2 separate regions of the Mus musculus genome follow, and region 2 is linked to region 1. The links are chromatin contacts, called in public Hi-C maps. All regions are on one chromosome and are shown on one strand. The core of a region is the stretch at or near the end of the contact, and the rest is flanking DNA. Distances in the headings are between cores, read along the strand shown. Region 1 overlaps Umad1 (UMAP1-MVP12 associated (UMA) domain containing 1). Region 2 has its middle 16 kb from the start of Gm26075.

Evidence for each region. A called contact is a pair of places that touch in the nucleus more often than the background predicts.
Region 2: a Hi-C map of double positive thymocytes shows a contact between it and region 1, with 3 times the contacts expected there. The contact joins two enhancer-like sites. A contact is called at or near these places in 4 of 39 promoter capture datasets (the C10 cell line, hippocampal neurons and pre-B cells), 4 of 484 Hi-C or Micro-C datasets (the G1E-ER4 cell line and double positive thymocytes), 2 of 115 datasets of contacts at active chromatin or transcription factors (bone marrow-derived macrophages and double positive thymocytes) and 1 of 9 other capture datasets (embryonic stem cells).

What each region holds. Positions count from the first base shown.
Region 1 is chr6:8,361,934-8,367,443 of GRCm38.p6, reverse strand. All of the region lies in intron 2 of Umad1 (UMAP1-MVP12 associated (UMA) domain containing 1), which reads right to left. Among named protein-coding and RNA genes, the nearest start is that of Gm46952, 19 kb to the right of the region's middle. Within about 2 kb of position 2,568, at least 25 of the 459 cell types and tissues checked have an H3K27ac peak or open chromatin away from gene starts, as enhancers often do. A contact at or near this core is called in double positive thymocytes, where this site is marked.
Region 2 is chr6:8,482,109-8,487,618 of GRCm38.p6, reverse strand. No RefSeq gene overlaps it. Among named protein-coding and RNA genes, the nearest start is that of Gm26075, 16 kb to the left of the region's middle. Within about 2 kb of position 2,813, at least 58 of the 459 cell types and tissues checked have an H3K27ac peak or open chromatin away from gene starts, as enhancers often do. A contact at or near this core is called in double positive thymocytes, where this site is marked.

The sequences.
Region 1 (5,510 bases), core at 1,319-3,818:
TGGTTTAGGAAGTAGATCGGGCTGTGGTTTTAGAGTATTGCATTATTCATGAGATGGTTAGCTAGAACGGAACTCCCTAGTTAGAACCTTGACTTGGGTGTGAAAGCCCTTGCCCTAGGAGTGAAAAGTTCTCACACCTGGCTTCTAAGACTATAGCTGACCTTAGACAGGGCTGACTCTGTCTCAGTTATTTTATTGCCCAGTTCCTGCCAGTCTTTGCGTTTTCATTCCTCTGTTCTGTGTAAGAGTCATTAAGCATCCGGTTACCTCATTTGTACCTTGCGGGTATGTCACCCAACTTCCTTATTGTCTTCTGCATAAAAAGTCTGATGCTTGATTTGAAAAATTACATTCAGATTCCACACGACCTCTCCTGTGTGCGTCTGTTTGTCACTCATCTTACCCTTTGTCCACCCGTGACTAGAGACCCGTTCCACACAGAGAAAGGCCCAGAGGGTCTGCGGCACCTGAGGATGACAGTCCCCTCCTGGCTGGCTTCAGATCAAGATGCAGAACTCTCAGCTCCTTCGCCAGCACCATGTCTACCTGCATGCTGCCATGGTGAAAATGGACTGAACCTCTAAACTGTAAGCCAGCATCAATGAAATGTTTGCCTTTATAAGAGCTGCCTTGGTCATGGTGTTTTTTTGTTTGTTTGTTTGTTTTTTCTTAAACTGTTTTTTTTTTTAAGATTTATTTATTTATTATATGTAAGTACACCGTAGCTGTCCTCAGACACACCAGACAAGGGCGTCAGATCTCATTTCGGGTGGTTGTGAGCCACCATGTGGTTGCTGGGACTTGAACTCTGGACCTTCGGAAGAGCAGTTGGGTGCTCTTAACCACCGAGCCATCTCACCAGCCCCCATGGTGTCTTTTTATAGCAATGGAAAATCTAAGGCAGGGCCAAAGAGGCTACTATTCTCTGCTTCCACCATGAGAGAATGTTCTTATATGGTCTGCATAGTATATATAATGCAAGCCCTCAGCAGACAGCAAATCTGTCAACAATGTGACTTTACACTTCTCAGTCTCTAGCATTGAGAAATAAGAATTTTTTCTTATTCATAGGCTGCCCAGTTCATGGTATTTTGTTATAACATGTTGAACAGGAAGAGACAGTGAAAGCAACAAGAGGGATGTCATACATGTTCTAGGCATAACATTAGGCAGGCTTCCTTAAATTCACTCAACAGTGATCTATTAGGACCCACACTTGCTAAAGGTGCCATTTGATTCTACAACACACTCCTCATTAAGTCATAAAACTTGAGTTAAAGCCGGGCGTGGTGGCACACACCTTTAATCTCAGCACTCGGGAGGCAGAGGCAGGCGGATTTCTGAGTTTGAGGCCAGGCTGGTCTACAAAGTGAGTTCCAGGACAGCCAGGGCTACTCAGAGAAACCCTGTCTCGAAAAAACAAAAAACCAAAACAAAACAAAAACATAAAAACAAACAACCAAACCAAAACAAACCAAAAAACCTTGAGTTAAGGTATCCAATCTAGCTGAACACACATCTAAGTCCCTTACAGTTCAGTTTAGTTCTTCTTTTCTAATTTTGTTAGTCTATCTGTATGTTTTCTGTCATAATGAAGAAAAAAGGAATATAGAGCCAAGAATCCCTAACTGTTCCACACACGGCATGCCCAGGCCTCTGGTCACAGTGTGTCGACAAACATTATATCCTAAAGGAACCATGAATAGGAGAAGATAAGCAATGAAGTGTAGGAAGCTAATTTTAAGATGGTGCCGGTATCCAGTACACTGTGGCTATAAACAACCTTACTGCGCCTGCGCTAGTCACCACTTGGCGCCAACCTCTCCAGATCGGGTGCATGCTAATGAAGTGTCGACAGACCGACCAATCCCAGGAGGACACATAGCCCTCCCCAGTGCTGGGGTGTATATAAGCAGTCCTCCCTGGGTTCCCGGGGTCCCCGTAGCAGCATCCAGGCGTTCCTGCAATAAAGCTGTTGAGAAGAATCCGACCGTGTTGTGTCTTCCTTGCCGGACGAGGTGGGCTCAACAATGAAGGATGGAACATAGTTAGCAAACAAATGTAAGTAAAAGTTCAAGCATATAAATTGTAAAGACAAATCAAAATCACACCAAAGGACATATTAAATTACCACACCAAAATTATTAGCAGGACACATCAGCAATGGATAAAACACCTTGGGATACTGACATCATTCTGGTGACAAAGTTAAACATCTGTTGAATTGGCTGTAGGCAAGAAGAACGGATTCTAAGAGTAGTCAAGGTGATGAAAAAGATAAACATCACATCCTTGGCTCTCCTGAATCTGAAAGGAAACACCTGAGCTGAAGAATGAAACCGCAAGAAAGGGTCGCAGTACTTACAGGAAAGAAACAGATAAAATAATAACCCACTCTATGCCAGGTTTATTGACCACGGAATTCAGCTCACAGCACTGGGGGGCAGAACTAACCTCTGCCGGCTCTGGGTCAGAAAACCCAAGCCAGGAGGAAAGCCTTCAGAGCTAAGCGCCAAGTCCGCTGCAGACAGGAGATCCGTGTGGGGAATGGAGACTCTGGAGCGACCCAGCTGCCACTTACGCATCTCTCCCTCCCAGGGCGTGCGAAATTCTGGGAACCCCACCTGGGATGCCACAAGATACTCAAGATTTTAGGATCACCTCTGGAGATTTTCAGTCTCATTAATAAAAGAAAGTAAGAGTGGCTCAATAGAAAGCCTGAGGACAACATTATTGTAGTTTAAAAGAAAATTTCTAGGAGAGGCAAGCTGTAGATCTCAGCAGGCTGGAGACTGGAGGTGGAGAAGAGAAAAAGCCACTCACTACCTATAAGTAGCTGAGAGAGAGGAGGGCACACCGGGTGAAGCTCACAGTGATGAGCAGCAGGCAAGCATTCTGGGAGGGAAAAGGGCGTTATCTCCTTAGAGATAAATCATCCTTTCATTTAGCATGGCATTAATAAGCAAATCTGAGTTCCTGCGCAGCGGCTCCTTAGTCAGCCCAGCTAGAAGGTTGGGTCTTTACCTAGGACACAGATTCCATTCTTCTGAAGAGAAGAAGACAGCTTCCCCTTAAGGGACCTTATTGCTACTAGAACACCAGTCTGGCAAGAAGGAAACCGTTCCTCAGTGAGACTCTTATCAAGTCTCTGGGTAGGAGAGCAGAAAATCTAGCACTGCCGCATCGTCACGCTCCAGGACCCCTATTCCCTCCACAGACTGAGCCGCAGAGTGCCCCTGGCAAACACACGGACAGACTCAGCAACAATGAGGGTTGGTGGCAGAAAACCAGAAAGGGAAAGAGAACCTGGAAGCAAAGGAAAATAACAGACACTGCACCGGCCTTCGATGCTGAAAACCACTTTGGGAAGTACAATTATCCTGTGTGCCAGAGAGGAGGCTGTAGCTGGAGAATGGGGGAGAGGGCAGGTACTGGGGGAGAAACCTATATGACAACTGAGAAACCCCTAAGGAGAGCTGACCCTTGTTCAGGAATCTGTCCCAGAACTGAAGACATTTTGAACAACACAGAGACTAGCAGACTTCTTCCCACCTGCAGAGACAGCTACAGATACAATAAAGAAGGTACTGAGACTACATTCATGCCAGCAACAAAGAAATACTAACTGGTGGTATTTTTTTATTTTACTAGATTTCATATTTTTATTTTAAAAATTTAACAATTTTAAGATTTAAAAAATATTTTGTTCTATTTTACTTGATAAAGCTTTAGTGACCGTTATTTTTGTGTATATTTTAATGACATTTTCTTTATGAATTTTCAAACCACTTTCTCATATGCTTCCCCCTTATTTGTAATTTATTCCTTCTTTTTACCTTCTTTATTCCCTATTCTTTTTATTTCTTAATTATTAATACCCTTAGTTTAAAGAAACAAAAAACAAGACAAAAAACTTTCAAACACCATTTAATCTAATAGCATCTCAGCTCATTTCTCTGGGGTGAAACACAGCATGGGAGTCTTTGCATTGCATTTCATTACTGGTCTTGTCAACAGACTCTTTTTGTCACTCCTCTGCCTCATCCTTCTAACTACCGGGAAGGATTGTAAGCCCAAGTACAAACTGTATACCAACTAGAAATAAACAAATAAAGAGTAAGAAAAGAAAATATGCACTCAACAGAGAAATCACACAAAGACTAAAAAGATAAAGTCAACCCTCTATGGATACCTCCAAAGGCTCACAAAGAAAGTTTTAGTAGAAACAACAGTACTTACAATCAGGTTCAAGTTAAGTCCAGCTCTTTTTGGTGTTTAGTAAATACCTTATATGCCATGCAGTAGGCTGAGCACCATGTGAAATGGAACGAGAGACCATCCCTCCTTTATAGGACTCATTCCCTAGAACATTTCACCAAACACAGGAGAGACAATGCACAGTGGTGGTAGAATAACACATATAAAATACTGTGAAAACAGTGCTCAGTACAACTCTCACAGGCTTCTTCATTAGAGCCCTTTCCCTTCTGTGTCTTCTTTTCAAATTTTAAGTTCATAGCAGAGCTACTCACAATAATGATTGGTGGCAGTGACCCCAGAATGTCCTGAACATTACAATATGCAATATTATAGAGATTCTCACATAAGAAAAGGCATTTGATCCCCCATAAGAATTCATGAAGGAGTCAGGCTTGGGGCCAGAGCCTATAGTCTCAACAACTGGAAGAGGACTCTGAAATCCCAACTAAGAAACAAAGTGGGATGGGGAGACAGAGAGGAAAATGAGGAGCAAGGCACAGGAGTGGCCATGATAAAAATGTAAATTTCTGAGTAACCTAAATCAAGAACTCTACAACTATGAAGTGCTGGGACTTGAAAATACAGATAAAGCAGTTACAAATTATGTAAAACTCCAGTGTTAATACAGATCTTTAAATCAAATACTGAAACTTCTGAACTAAAGACATTTTCCACAGTCCTGAAGCCAGCAGGAGAGAAACAAGGCTGCTGCTGATAGAACTCAGGGGTTAAACAGGGGGGATTCAGTATTAAAGACATCCAAGGCCTTAATGCTGCTTCCCTGTGTTTCTTTAGAAACCAAAACCATTCTAGGAGCGCAGGAAAGCAAAAGAAGAATCATGGGGCAGAAAGCAGGGGACCGGCTGCTGGCAGATTCTACTTTAAGGACTTGGAAACTTTGACTTGAGAACAGTAGACACCACAAAATCAAAATTTTAGAAAGATATAAGAGCAACAGCTAACTAAGAGCTAATTGATTCCCTAGTGAGAGTGAAGAGGTATGCTATGTGAGCTGTCTGAGGATTTTGCCTGCTTGCAAAGTAGAAAGCCTGAGAAAGAGGAATGAGCAGATTTTTTCTAGAAGGTTCCACAAACCAAATCACAATCCACTAACAGGTACTCAATTATGCATTGACCTCAGCCTCAGTACATCTAGATTCCCTAACAGAAACCAATGCCCCCTTACAAGTTTCCATGTGTCCTCACTCTTCTCTAAGTCACTCCGCGCATCTGCAGTACCATCTAGATAG
Region 2 (5,510 bases), core at 1,564-4,063, 120 kb before region 1:
TAAGTCCAGCGCTTTAGATGTGGAAGAGAGGGCTGCAGAGGAAACAGGCTGCATACCATTAACACACTGGTGTTCCCAAACAACTCTGCTTGCCTCCTGCGTGTGCTTGTACCACTCCTGCTCTTTCAAGGTAAAGGGCTTGTTCTGCCTCACTGGGAAGGAACTGCTCCCCGTTAGCGGAGGAGGTACCAGATAAAGCTGATGCCTGCCAATCGAGCCTCCGTAAACAGGATTAATAAGAGAAAAGATGTTGGCAGTTTTCTGAGGGCGTCCAGGGAGGCTTTTTTTTTTTTTCAACCAGACATTTATGTGGGCAGCGAACTATGATTTAAACAACTAACGAGAGTTATCAATGTGCCACCAAAACAAGGGCTGGCCTGACGAGACACGCATCAAGCGCTCCTGTCTCTAAGCACACACCAAACTCCCATTAGCTCAGCAAGTAAGGGACTCAAAGGCCCTGAGCTATGATACTCTCCGGGGCTCAAAAGCTCTGGCCTGCTTTCAGAAAGCTGGGATTCTACTACTTCTGTCAACAGAAACAGCAAAGGGATTTTCACGAGCGGTTGGAGTGAAAAAGAAATGAGACCAAATATTGAGAAACTGGTGGGCATTCACTGAAAAGCAACGAGCACGATTTATAAGGCCGAAGGGACTGCCTTCCAGAGGCAGATGAAAGAAGAGAGTCTCTCAGCATGTCCACCAGGGGCTAACCATCCAGGACTGGCTCGTAGGCCACGGCCAAGAGTACTTGAAGGGCATAAACAGCGTGGATGGAGGGAAGTTATTTAGTGTGGTCCGAGGGGACAGAGAAGGAGTGATGGAAATGAAACTCAACATGGAGACGATTAAGGTGGCAGAGCAGGTCACACGCTGTAATGGAGGGTCTATTATTGACTGTGCAGCGCTTGTCCCCTGGGGAGCCAGAATCCCTTTCTCTTGTACTATTTGCAATTGGAAAATGCACTAAAAAGTAGCCAGGCGTTCTGGGGAGGGCAAAACCACCATGTGCCCTCAGAGAACCACTGAGATGGTTTAATAGGCCTTTCCTATCTCAAATTTCTGTGCCGGACCTAGTGTACACAGGGCCCCGAGTTCCCACCACCCGAGCTGCGTCTTTGTTATTTATTATAAAGAGCCAGTGAAGAAATCATCACAGGAAACAATACCTGTGCTACAAAGAGGGAGAGGCCTACAGAGTCCCGATGCTTTCATGCGACTGACTAGGATTCCTTTCACATTGTGCCATAAGCATAAAGAAACATGTCTACCAACTGAGACCTGGGACAGCATGCTCCTATTGACCCCACTCTAAGGCAAAGGACAAGAGGCGTTATCACATTTGGATGTTGGCTTTGAAAATAAAAACAATCAAATAGATGGCTTTCTAATCTAGGAGAAAGACTTACAGTCTATCTTTTCCAAATTTCTTAGCCATGAAAAACAGTGAAGAAGCTATTACCGTGTAGAAACTCGGGCACTAAGGTGTTGAAGGCATGTATCCAACAGACAATTCTGTTTACAGCTGCAGCTGAAAAGAGCAACTGACACATCCTAAAACCTGTGGTGGCACAGGCACACACGTGGGATGATGGCTGCAACTGAAAGATGGAACTTGGAACCGTAAAGACAAGCACTAGCATCATCGTGATTGCAAGAAGGCACACAGCTGTGACCATCGCGGCCCCTCTCACCCAGAGGATGATGGAAGCAGGGTGGCGAACAAAAAACAAGGAGCAAGAGGCTAACAGGAGGGAGGGGCAGTGAGAGACAAAGCAAGAGAAGTTAGAGCTGGGGAAGCCCGCAGATGTCAGCTCTTCACAGGTGTGGGCTATCTCACTTCCTGATAAAATCAGGGTACTGTGGTAGGTACTAAGCGAAACTTGGCGTTCTAGAAGACTGAAGCTTCTACAAACAAATTCGGGGGTTGACCTACAGAGGACAGATATAGGTCAACCCTCATCCTGCTGCTCGCAGCAGCTGTGGCCAATGAGAGACACAGCTGCCTGGCACATTGAGTTAAGCTGCTGCTGAAATCAACAGAAGCCATTTCCTGCCTTTTTGCTGGCTTCTCTAGTCTGGTTAGGACCAGTTTAAGTACAAGCTGAGCACCGCCTTGCTAGAGTTCCTGGAACACTGTTGCGTGACTTCAGCTGATCACCTGCTCCTCTCTCGCTCACCTGAAAGATCTGTTTCTGTCTTCAAAAGGAGGCTTAAGACACAACAGTCCCTCATTACGCAGCATGCTAGCACAGATTTGTAGAACCAGGGAGAGTTTATCTATTTTTACTTCAAAATAATGGTTGGTAAAAAGGGGGAGTCTACACAAAGACCTATTTCCATAGAGGACAGAGCAAAAATTGTTAGGTGGCTGATTCGAGATTACCCAGAAAGCCCATGGTTAAGACAGAAGGAGAACGGAGCGAGTAGGTCTGGGAATCAGGAAATTATGAAATCAGACCCAAAGACTGAACCTCACTGGCCCACTAGGTTAATTAGCAGTTGGAGATGACAGCTCAGCAGCACATGTTCCTACAGGCTAGCTGATTAGTAGTCTGGCAGGAGATTTGACCCAAGTTGGTACTAGGTTGATTAGATAAGGCTGAGAAGAAATACTTTCCGATCACTTTCAGGAAAGAACTCTACTTCTCTGAGTGATGTAGTAAGAAAGCATTTGGGCACCTGTGGCTGCTGGCCACTGTTTGGAATCCTGAGAAAGAGCACTTCTGGGCTTCTAACTACATAAGGCAGTAACTGCCAGGACAGAAGCAATGACTCAGGGATAAAGTGCTTAGCGCGAGGCGTGAGGATCTGGGTTCAGACCTCCGGCTTTCATGTGAACGTTCCACTGCAGCACCTGGCTGACACTCGGGGATAGGCGTGTGGGAGGCAAGCAGTCAGACCCTGGGGTCTTGCTGACCAGGCATTCTGGCCAAGTGGCAATTTCTAGGTTCAGTAAAGAACCCGGTCTTAAAAAAAAAAAAAAAAAAAAAAGCAACAGAGGAAACACTGCTTGCTGCCTCTATGTGTCCTCCATCCCACATTACCAATTCATTTCCTTAGTCAGCTGGATTGGCTGACTGGTGGCTCTAAATTTTATAAGAATTTGTCACATTAGCCGGGCGTGGTGGCGCACGCCTTTAATCCCAGCACTCGGGAGGCAGAGGCAGGTGGATTTCTGAGTTCGAGGTCAGCCTGGTCTACAAAGTGAGGTCCAGGACAGCCAGGGCTATACAGAGAAACCCTGTCTCGAAAAACAAAAAACAAAAAACAAACAAAAAAAAAGAATTTGTCACATTCATTTTTTTTCTTCCTGGGGATTCTCATTTTGTTTTTGTCAGTTCCTATCAACAATTGTCAATATTTCAATATTTTTACTATTCTTATAGGGTTTTGTTTGTTTTGTTTTACTTTTCTCTTTATTTTGTGACAGGGTCTTTTTCTAAGAGCCCAGACCTTAAACTTACTATGTAGCAAAGACTGCCCTGAAATGCAGGTAGTAATTCTACTGTTTCAGACTTCCAAATGCTGGGACTCTAAGTACATGTATAAATGACTACCACCAGCTTAGGAATTCTGACAATGCTTGTCTTTACGTCTCCAAGATAGTTGCTGTGTTTTTCTTTTTCTTCTTATTCAGTAGAGAAAAAGTAATGATAGTCTAGTCTAACAAAATCTACCTCAAGGATGTATTACAATGCTGTTGTTGTTACTCATTCGCTAAAGTCTCTGTGTGTGTGTGTGTGTGTGTGTGTGTTTATAGGGCCTACAAGCCAAACACTAAGAATACTAAGCTTAAAAGAAGAGTGGATGGAGGTCAATCACTAGCTACAAAGCCACATAAATGGATCTGAGCAGCTGGGAGATGGCTCACACATAGGAAGGTACACAGTATATAAGACTTTTAATAGAATAATTAAAAGTTGAATTAGACTTAACCAGGAAATTCAGAGGAAGCTACTTGAGAAAGAAGTGTCCAGACTCTGAATGATAAAAAGGAGTTGGGTAGTTAGGGAAGACCGTAACAGGATGTGAGACGCATAAGAGCAAAGGCCCTGCTAAGGGGCAGACATAGGAAGCATGAAGGCCTTTGGAGAGTGTAAATTCAGATCAGATCCTAGAGAGGGGGAATTGATATAAAGTAAACCTGGAAAGGCCTGCTGGAGACTCTGACAACACAGGTAGCGGAAGTGCACAGATTCCTAAATTCTACAGGAAACCTTTCAACACATTGCAGTGACAGCCACATTTCCTTTATGTTCAACAGTCAAGCCAACCCAAGTATTATGGATTTTCTTTTTCTGCTTTCTTTAGTTCAACTTATCCACATCCCTCCCGTTTTTATCAATGTCCTCTATTTATTTTATTAATATTATCTCCTCTCATCATATAGCCTCTGAGATGACACTTTGTGTACACCTACTTTTACCCACTCCAGTTCATACCTACATATTTATGAGAATACACACCCAACATTGTTAGCATCCAATGACCTAGAATGAGGGGTTTCCTAGATGATAGTGCACTGCCCATGAGATATTTGCTACAAGAGTAGATCCTAGTTACTTTTGACCCATATGCACAGAATAAGTATCTATGTGGCTAGGTTGATTTGCTTAATTATAATAATCTCATGACTAATATGCATATCAAAACATACCATACAACCTAAATATATATGCAATACTTTTTAATTCAAGAAGATAATTTGTGTTGCTAAGAGAAAGGAATTACTGAAAGTATCCTTTGGGGTTTTGTTAGTGTTTTGTTTTTGTTTGGTTATTGTTGTTTTGTTTTTTGTTGTTGTTGTTGTTGGTTTTTTTTTTTTTTTTTTTTTTTTGAGACAAGGTTTTTCTGTGTAGCCCTGGCTGTCCTGGAACTCACTTTGTAGACCAGGCTGGCCTCAAACTCAGAAATCCACCTGCCTCTGCCTCCCAAGTGCTGGAATCAAAGGCGTGCGCCACCACGCCCGGCTGTTTTTGTTTGTTTTTAAGAGAAAAGCCTATGGGTCGAGTATTTTGAGTTCAGTCTTGAGCCTGTTGAGTTTGGTATGGCCTAGAGAAGGAAGACAGTGGGAAGCCAGTCTGTTGGCTGACTTAGAGCCAATTCTCTTTGCTGCTATATCCAGAGAGACGGCCATACACAGAACAAATCCTAGTCACCACTAGCAATACATTCCCTTGTCTTTTGACGTCTGGTTAGGTTCAGCCAGGAGGAGACAGAAAAGAAAAAGGAAAGAGTGAAGCAGGAGTATCGGCCCCATGTTCTTACCAGACTGCATTCTTTCCTGCCCTTCCTCTCTTGTTCCCTTTCTCCAGCTCCTCCTCATCACACTTTTTCTTTTTCACAGGTCATTCTTCTAATCTCTTCCTCATCACCACAGTTCTCTCTCCCTCGATATTTTTACCTCCAAGCTCTTTCAAGATTAAGACAGTGGTTGTTTCTTGGCATACCATATACTGTCATCATTTGATGCTTTGTAAATGATCTCAACTAAAACATGTAGAACG